Linked DNA regions of Sus scrofa: region 1 is linked to region 2. Evidence: chromatin contacts called from public Hi-C data. All regions are on one chromosome and are shown on one strand. The core of a region is the stretch at or near the end of the contact, and the rest is flanking DNA. Distances in the headings are between cores, read along the strand shown.

What was found. Hi-C and Micro-C count contacts between places; a contact is called where the count stands out from the background.
Region 1: a contact with region 2 is called in a Hi-C map of skeletal muscle, with 5 times the contacts expected there. The contact joins the enhancer-like site here to the promoter of IGFBP7 in region 2. A contact is called at or near these places in 1 of 5 promoter capture datasets (liver), 22 of 47 Hi-C or Micro-C datasets (alveolar macrophages, brain, embryonic fibroblasts and 11 more) and 1 of 2 datasets of contacts at active chromatin or transcription factors (skeletal muscle).

The regions. Positions count from the first base shown.
Region 1 is chr8:56,298,250-56,302,692 of Sscrofa11.1, reverse strand. All of the region lies in intron 1 of IGFBP7 (insulin like growth factor binding protein 7), which reads left to right. Among named protein-coding and RNA genes, the nearest start is that of IGFBP7, 57 kb to the left of the region's middle. Within about 2 kb of position 2,417, at least 35 of the 83 cell types and tissues checked have an H3K27ac peak or open chromatin away from gene starts, as enhancers often do. A contact at or near this core is called in liver, omental adipose tissue, retroperitoneal adipose tissue and 2 more, where this site is marked.
Region 2 is chr8:56,354,386-56,359,250 of Sscrofa11.1, reverse strand. It overlaps IGFBP7 (insulin like growth factor binding protein 7), which reads left to right and starts at 1,429. Exons shown (of 5, transcript NM_001163801.1): 1 at 1,429-1,943. The coding sequence starts at 1,469.

The sequences.
Region 1 (4,443 bases), core at 1,168-3,667, 58 kb after region 2:
ACATCTGAATGTGTGGTGTAACACAGACACTATAGGAAACATTGGCTAGTGCTGTCTGGAAAGACTTTGAGCATCAGAATGCAGCCAGAATGGGGTCTCATTAACCAGAGGTAACAGGAGTCAGCAGGAGTTGAGGGCTCGTGTGCGCTGTCACCAGGGCTGTGTGGTGCTGGCTGGCCGGCCAGCCTCCAGGGGACTCACTGTCCCTGCTTGTAAGTGGCTGGTGGCTGAGCGATGTCTTAGCTGTCTGCTCCTCTGTTCTCCTCTGCTGGGGGGACAGGCTGGTGGCTGCAGCCAGCTGAGCTGATGGAATTCCTGGAGAGCCAGCCAGCGCTGTGTCCCTTCCACACCAAGGACCCCCCAGCCTGCCCAGGGATATAGTGTAAACCAGGCAGCAGGCGTCTGCGGGCGTCTCCCTTCTACCCGGGTCCAGCACCCCTCATCGCCCAGGGCAACTCCCCGTTCTCCTGCCAGTGCCTTCTCTGCTGGCAGCCCTGCATAGCCGGAGGCCTGGACTCCCTCCCTCCCTGCAGCTTCCTGTGCCAGTGTGGCTCTCCCTGCAAAACTGTGGGGCCTGCCCATCCCTCTCTGTCCATCGCATCACCTACCACCTTGTCTTAGGCTCCCAGGCCCCACCTGTGCCTATCCTGCTGCACAGCCTCCAGAGTCCTCTCCCGAGACGCCCCAAGTCACGCACCTCCAGTACCAGGGGCCCCCTTCCACCCTCCACCGCACGGTCCCTCCACGGCCTCCTGTGGGACTGTGGGCTCAGTTCCCATAAGGTCAGCTGCTGTACCCCCACCTCCCAGTGTCCCTGAGTGACTTGGTCTTGGCAGATGGCTCTGCCCTTAATTAGCCCACAGTTCCTGCTTCCCCTTCTTTAATATCAGGAAGCTTCCATGTGTTTCATCTGCTTCCCTCTTGGGGCCGTAGTGCCTTCCTACTATTCTTTGCCCGTCTTGTACTTTTGTTCAGGGCTTTTCCCCTCGGTGTGTTATTGGAATCCATTGTGGAGGTTTGGCCAAGTTGTCTGAACTCTTGATCTCCTTATGTGGTGTGTCACTGCATTCTCAGGTCCTCCTTTTTTGGTATGAATGCACATACTCTCTCTGAACTATTTTAGGAGCCAGCATCTTGAGGGAAGAGGAGTGTAGTTGGCAAATCCTTTATAACTGGGAGGAGTCTTATACTCAACTATGGTGTCCACATGCATTGAGTGAGAGCTACAGTCTGAGTGTGGAACCCAGCACATTCCAGAAACCCTGGGCTTAGGCTGATCTGTGGGGTGAGAGCTGCAGAACCAGGCAGGAAAGCCTCCCAGCCTGGTGGATGTCAGCGGCACCACGTAATTGCACTCTAGGGCACATTCGTGATGGGCACGTGTACTTCCAACCCAAAGAGAAAATTCCCAGACCCGCCTGGTTCCTTATTCTGTAAATGTGGGTGGACAAGGACCCAGAGCCAAGCGGTCTCTCCCCCAGAGTGCTCTGGGGTTTTTGTTTTTATTTTTTTAGTGATAACATGGTGAGGACATCCCAGGTCATATCTGAGGAGTGTTCTGTAAGAGAGGAGGAAATTGTTCACATATTTCTTTTACATTATCCCATGCTTTTTTATAGGATAACAGATTTTAACTCTGTCTTCTCTGCTACAGCGTCAAGTCAGATGAGCTTGAATGAATTAAGATTCAGAATTCTTCCCTTTTCAGGCCTTTTCCTCATATGACATTTGTGTGTTTTGTAAGACCTTCCCTTCCTCAGAATCAGACTGAAACAGCCCAAATTGAAACCCACTCATCCATGACTCTTGCTTTGCTGTATCTTCAGTGACTCCTCAGAACATAGCTATCTCTAGTTTATAATGGAATATTGCTGAAGTCATCTGTTCTCTGTGGGTCATTTGTCTAGAACTTAATTAAAAGTGGCTGAAGGGGAGGAGTGGGCTTAGGTGGCGACTCTGTTGGAGACTCCTGACTCCTCTGGGCACTTGGAAGGTGACACTGAGTCATTGAGCTAAACTTTAGTTTTCTTCCAAACTCGGAACCCCCGTCCCCCTTGCCTTGCCGCCAGTCATCTAGGGTCTGGCGCGCTTTCTTCCTTTCTTTTTCTCTTTCTTCTCCTTGTCCTCTGCCTCCTCCTTCTTCTTTTTCTTCCTCTTTCCCTTCAAGGGATGATTCAAAAGAAAAAACTGCCTAAGGTTACTAGGCAAGACTTACAGAAACAAGGGAGCAAGGCCGTGAATTCAGGAAGCTGAGGAAGAGCAAATGAGTGAGGACTGACCAGGTCATGAGAGCTGAGAAAGATAGTAGATTCACCTGGTTTGGGGACAGTCATCTGAGACAGAGAGGTAGGGTGGGCTGGAGGTGGGGAGAGTCCTGGAGTAGCCGCTTCTGCTCCTGCCTCCTGCTGTCAGCCTCCAGACAGCACTGTGACGCTCAGTTGTGGCCTGGACTTGTCCCCGGGGTGGGGTGGGGGCAGAGGGCGCTCACTCTGCACAGGAAGTCTGCTAGACAGAGGTTGGAGCGCCTGGAGTCCTTAATGGAACAATGGCAGGGATACATAAATAATTGAACTTATCCTGCTGTTTGTCCCTGTACATTTAAATATTCTGTGACTTGTTTCAGATGGAATCCAAACACTGAGCATGATTTAGTGGCCGTGTTGTTACCCTTGGCTTGGCCTCAAGGACTGTTTTTGAGCTTTCTGCCCCCAAATAAGCACAGAATGAACCAAAAGTTCCTTTATCCTTAAAAACAGAAATAATTCTGAATCTGCTTTGGTCTTGGGAAAAAGGGAACATGGACAGAGTTAGAAGTTATCTGTTAAAGAATCATTTTGTTGTAGAGTGTTCTGGTGGCTCAGTGGGTTAAGGATCAGGCATTGTCACTGCTGTGGCTCTGGCTACTGCTGTGCTGTGGGTTGGATCCCTGGCCTGGGGGCTTCGACAAGCTTGGCTAGGGGGAAAAGCATCGTTTTGGGGCACTCTCCTGAGGTGGGTCAGAGCGGTCAGGAATTGAGTTGTGTGCTGAACTAGCAGTTTGATGTGGCTTTTGGCAGTGAACTTGCCTGTCAGTGGAGCACGTGGGGAGGTTGTTGTTGGATCTGTCACTGTGTTGGCCATACGTCTTTTCACCGTCCCTCCACTTCCATGTGTGACCTGTCCACTTGCTCTCTGTGTGTCAGCATTTGTTCCGGAGGTTTGAAATCGCCCAGGGTTTCCTTTATGTGCTGCAAACACGTCCTGATGTCCCGCCCATCCACCCAGCAAGACCCAGTGAGCTGTACGGCTGTGTGCTTGGGGAGCTTGGAAAACTCCAGGATAGCCTGTTTGCAGGCTTGACAAAATCATGTACTTCTCAGAATGGTCCAAATACCATTCACCTAGGGTTTTATGTGTATTCTAAGAGCTGGGAGAGAGAGGAGAACTCAGAGATGGTTGGTCCCAGTCGTGCCCTGGGGTTACTCATTCATGGTTTACCTGCAGGTTAAGGTCCCTCTCTGCCACAGCCTGCACCTGCAGACTGGATTTAATCCCTGGCCTGGGAACTTCGGCGTGCCACCAGTGTGGCCCCCAGATAAAAAATAAATAAGTAAAAGGAAGCAAAGTGTTCCTGGGTGGGTTCAGATGTTTCTAAAGAACATTGGCTCTGCCTGAAATGGTCTGCTGCTTGGAGTGAGGAGAGGACTGGGGGGAGATGACTGGATGGATCTGCCCTCCATGAGTTGGTTCCAGTTTAATACAGTTTTGGGTTTTTTTTGTTTTGTTTTGTTTTGTTTTGTTTTTGTCTTTTTAGGGCCACACCCATGGCATATGGAGGTTTCCCAGGCTAGAGGTACAATTGGAGTTGTAGCTACAGGTCTATGCCAGAACCACAGCCATACCAGATCCAAGCTGTATCTGCGACCTACACCACAGCTCACGGCAATGCCAGATCCTTAACGCACTGAGCAAGGCCAGGGATCGAACCCGCAACCTCATGGTTACTAGTTGGATTCATTTCCACTGTGGCACGACAGGAACTCCCAGTGTAATACAGTCAGTCCTAGGTCTTACCGTGGTTGTTGGTAAGGGAGAGATGCGTAGGGCAGTGGAGCAGAATAGAGAATCCAGAAAAAGACCAACAGACATGGTCAGTGGATTGACCACAAAGGCGCCACATTCAGTAGGAAAAGGATGGCGTTTTCAACAAATGATGCCAAAGCCACTGGCAGGGCGATGAACTTTGACCTCTGCTTCACAGCAGCACAAAAATTAGTTCAAGAGGGAAGGGCGATGAACTTTGACCTCTGCTTCACAGCAGCACAAAAATTAGTTCAAGAGGGACCATGACCCGAAATGTGAAGGGTAAAAAGATAAAGCTTGTTTAAAAAAAAAAGCAGGTGATCTTAATGGTCTTGGACTAGGCAAAGAAAACAGCGCACAGAGAGCACTAATCATAAAAGA
Region 2 (4,865 bases), core at 180-2,679:
TGCTGGGTGTGGCCTTGAAAAGCAAAAAAAAAAAAAAAAAAAAAAACCTCAAAGAACTAAAATTCCATGTGCATAATGATGCACACTACAGTGTCATATGTTTAATAAAAATGGACGGAGTTCTGGCTCTGGCACAGTGAGTTAAGAATCCCTCTGCAGCAGCTCTGGGTCACTACGGAGGTTCAAGTTCATTCCCCATAAGGGCCCAAGGATAAAGGGTTAAAGGGTTAAAGGGTTAAAAGATCCGATGTGGCCACAGCTGTTGGTGTAGTTTGCAGCTGAAGCTCAGATTCAATCCCTGGCCCAGGAACTTCCATGTGCTGCGGGTGAGGACATTAAAAAAAAAAAAAAAAGGAGAAGAAGAAGAAAAGAAAAAAGAAGAAACAACCTAAACGCTTGGATAAGAGGGATTTAAAGAGCCTTTTTTCTTGGACCAAAAAAAAAAAAAAAAGGCTTTGACGGGGATGATTGATGAAGATCGAGGCGCTTGAGGGGCCTCAGTGGCACCCCCAGCTGTGCTCAGTTCTCCAGAGGGGTCTGATGGAGGCCCAGTACTGTGTACTGGGACTGAAGACCTGCCAGCTCTGGAGGGAATTCCAGTGCTCCTACTTACAAGCTGACTTGGCATAAGAAAGCACACGGGAGGAGGCAGTTACGAGGTCGCGAAAATAGGAGTACTTGGAAAATAGGAGTGCTTGGCAAAGACCTGTCCTTTCGGCTCCGCACCCAAGACACCCTGGGCCTGTGGCCAATGCAGACACGAAACCCTCACGTGGGTGTTGAAAAGCCCGTTATTCTTAATGGAGCTTCCAAAACTCTTTTAACAGAGTGCTCAGTACTCGGGCCTCCCAGACCCCCACCCCCACCCCCGACTATAATGGATTAAATAGGGGGTCATCTCAACTTTGCTGTTGTTGAGAAGTGGGTATATCCGGGAGTTCCCGTTGTGGCTCAGCGGGTTGAACAACTATCCATGAGGACTCGGGTTGGATCTCTGGACTCAGTGGATTAAGGATCCCATGTTGCCACATCTATAGCCTAGGCCCGCAGCTGCAGCTCCCATCGGATCCCTAGCCTGGAAACTTCCATATGCCACAAGTGCGGCCATAAAGAGACAAAGAAAAGACAAAAACTAGGACTAGCGGGACTGTGAGAGTCAGGGACCAGATCATGAGGGGCTGCTGTCACTGCGGGCGACCCTGGAAGGGCTGGGGCGCACCCTCCGCAGCCAAAGGGGCGCCTATCCCAGCGGCTGAGACGCCCGGCCGCTGATGCCCGCCCGCGGCCAGCAGGGGCGCGCGGGAGCCCGCGATCCGGGAGGGCGGCGTGGGCGTGGGAGAGGCGGTGCGGGCTCAGGCGCCGCGGGGTGTGGCTCCCGCCGCTGGGCGGGGCGCAGGGCTTAAAAGGCAGGCCCGCAGGCTGCCGCTCAATCGCGCTCCGGCTGCCGCCCTGAGCCCCGCGCCCCGTTATGGAGCGGCCGCCGCTGCCCGCCCTGCTGCTGGGCGCCGCCGGGCTGCTGCTCCTGCTGCTGCCCCTCTCCTCTTCCTCCTCTTCGGACGCCTGCGGCCCCTGCGAGCCGGCCACCTGCCCGCCCCTGCCCCCGCGGGGCTGCCCGCTGGGCGAGACCCGCGACGCGTGCGGCTGCTGCCCGGTGTGCGCGCGCGGCGAGGGCGAGCCGTGCGGGGGCGGCGGCGCCGGCAGGGGGCACTGCGCGCCGGGCATGGAGTGCGTGAAGAGCCGCAAGAGGCGGAAGGGTAAAGCGGGCGCAGCAGCCGGCGGCCCGGGCGTAAGCGGTGTGTGCGTGTGCAAGAGCCGCTACCCGGTGTGCGGCAGCGACGGCGTCACCTACCCCAGCGGCTGCCAGCTGCGCGCCGCCAGCCTGAGGGCCGAGAGCCGCGGGGAGAAAGCCGTCACCCAGGTCAGCAAGGGCACCTGCGAGCAAGGTGAGCACGGCCGGTTCCCACGGCTCCGCGCGCGCATCCCTGGACTCGGGGCGGGATGCCGGGAGGGTGGGTGACCCTCCCCTTCTCTTTTCCGAGGCTTCTCTTTGGAGGGTTTGGGGCGTGCGTCAGGAAAGAGAGCTTTGCGGGGCGACTGGAGACAGAGAAGGAAAAAAGTTTTTCCTGATGCCGCAGACTCTCCCTCCCCCAGAGCTCACCCAGCTCAGCTGGCAGATCGACTCCCAGAAGGTGCCTCTGTTCTGTTGGGGATGCGGAGATGCCATTTTCGAATGATTCTTTCTTGGCTTGGGTGTAGAGATGGAGCCAGGAGATAGGGGAAAGAAGTTTGGTGAAATACAGGAGGATTTTCAGAGAGAAGTTGTTTATCCCGCGTTTGCTTGGCTAGATTGTAGGAATTTTAAAAATTGGGCGTCCTGGTTTCCTAATGTTAAGGGAAGCAATTCACTTACTGGAAGTTAGAGATTCTCAAACAGTAATCTAACTAGTTAATTATTTGTGGGCAAAAAAAAAAATACAAACTCTTTGAAGAACTGTTTTTTGTGATGTTTATGTTTCGAACTTTATGACCATTTTGTTTTACTTTCTTGTTCCTTTTTTGCGTAATTTCTCCCCAGGATGCACTGTTCAGCAGGAATGCCTTTGAGGTTATGTTTGATCGTTTATTTTATTCCAAACAAGTCCAAGCTTGCCATAAATGAAAGAGGAAAATAAAGAGAGTCTGGACTTGCGAAAACAAACAAAAAACAAAACAAAACAAAATCCAAGCTTGTAATTCTAATGTCTGAAATAACATTTTCCATCGGCAGCAGTTTCAAGGGAAAGTTAGAAATCCAGCCTTGGCAGTCCTGCTCCTGGCCCTGGTCCCAGCCAGGGTGGAAAAGGGAGAGAGGAGACAGTTCTGAAATGACAGAAGCAGTTGCTTCTTTGACACACTCAGGCTCTCTCCAAGCTTTCCAAATAATTGTGGGTTTTTTTTAGAGTTCTTCCCAGAAGTCCAATGGCTTATAGGTCCTCTGTCACTGACTTCAGAGTTTACTATTGAAAGCCTTAAATAGTGTAAGCGACTTATGTTAACTATATTATCACTGCTTTAAATTTAGAAAGTCGCAATCCAAAATAATCCACGTACTCTTCCAACAGAAACCATCATGTGCTCCTTTTGATCTACTTTATCAGTCATACCATGAAAAGAGAAATGTGCATAGTTTAAGAATTCACTCCAAATGTTGATGTTTTTCTTACACATTCCACGGGAATTTTCCCCGTTGTCTTTCCCAATCACTGGAACTTGCTTTAGCAGAACAGGTTGGCTTGGTTATTAGTTAAGTATTGTTGTCAGTTCTAGCCTGTAGCTAGTTTTATCCATCTTCTCTCATGCTATTTACATCCCTGATGTGCAGTCATAAAATACTGAGACTGATGGTCACATGGAACTAGTCATAGAAGCTCATTAGTATGTAAATCCGAATCCCCAGCGTCTCCCAGGATGCAGTCCCTAGGAGGGTGCAGACCTAGTTTTTCTTTATGTTTGGGAAAATGTTAAGAGAAATAGTATCTAAAATTGGAAACCTTGTCGTGAATTAGTCTTTTCTTCCTAACCTAAATTTAGAGTTACTGGATAGGGCCTGGGAGCATTTATAGGAGAACGCCTGCCAGCGAGGGCAGCACAGAATACGAGGTTCTCCAGAGTACTTTTCCACAGCTGAGGCAAGTGGGCCTAAAGCCAGATCTCCTCAAATAGTTTTCCTGACTCCTGGATGTGTTTTGACAATTATAGAAGCAAACCCATCAGAGTACTTAACTTCTGTGCTATTTAGACACTCCCAATCGCTTCCCAATCCTTTGCACAGCGTAGGAAATGAATTTTCTGGCTTCTTCCAGCCATTTCCACCCTCGGGAAACTTGAGTTACACTGCCTCAAGTATGGGGGGGGCATCTCTGTTGGTCTCACTTACCCTGTGTTGATTGAGCATCTGACGTGTGTCAGCTCCGTGCCAGATGCTGTACAGCCGAGAATGCACAAAGCCTGTCTGGTCTTGCTAGTAAAGAAAGTATACATACAGGGAGTGGTGGAGTGGATTAAGGAGCCAGCATTGTTGCTGCTGTGGCACAGGTTCGATTCCTGGCGTGGAAACTTCCACATGCAGTGGGTGCAGCAAAAAAAAAAAAAAAAAGTATCCATGCAAGTTACAAAGCCACCTCTCAGAGCACCTTTCCTAGAGCCCTGGACACCCCCGTCTCTTCCCAGTCCTGTCTTTTCTGAGATCACTGCTTATCCATCTTGTTTATCTGTGCTTATCCATGCTTGTTTTCTGTGCCTCTGTGATAAGAGGCAAATCTGTCTTTTAAAAAGCTCTATCTGAAAGGTAATGACCTAATAATCTCAAATCTTAAGACTGTCATCATGAATTTATTGCCATTGAATCTTAGGTCCCCAAAGAAATGAGTAACTGGAAGAGGGGATTTGAAAATCCAGTTTAATGAAAAGGTCATGGCGACGTCAGGATGTGGCATGACGTTCTCTCAGGGGTTGGAAGAGATCGAGGCGCTCCTTTATTTAGTTCTTGGCCCCCTTTTGCTCCGTTCCTTTACATCTGAGTTCCTTGGCAGTCCCCTGGTCCCTTTGCATCCTGTCCCCTCCTCTCCCGCAGAAGTAATTTTACTTGTGGAATGAAAATGCACTCGTAAGAGTCCTCTTTGCTCATACCTTTGGGGCCACCTTAAAGCCACTTGGTGGCATCTGTGAGGCTCTTTACAGTAACTCTGTTATTTTGGCCTCTTCTCTCTAACCCCTTTCTGGACCAGCCACAGTCATTGTTTGCAATCACACTGTCACTTACCTGTCCACCTTGGGAATGCTTAGCCTTTAAGGATCAGCTGATGTCACTTTCTCTGTGAAACCGC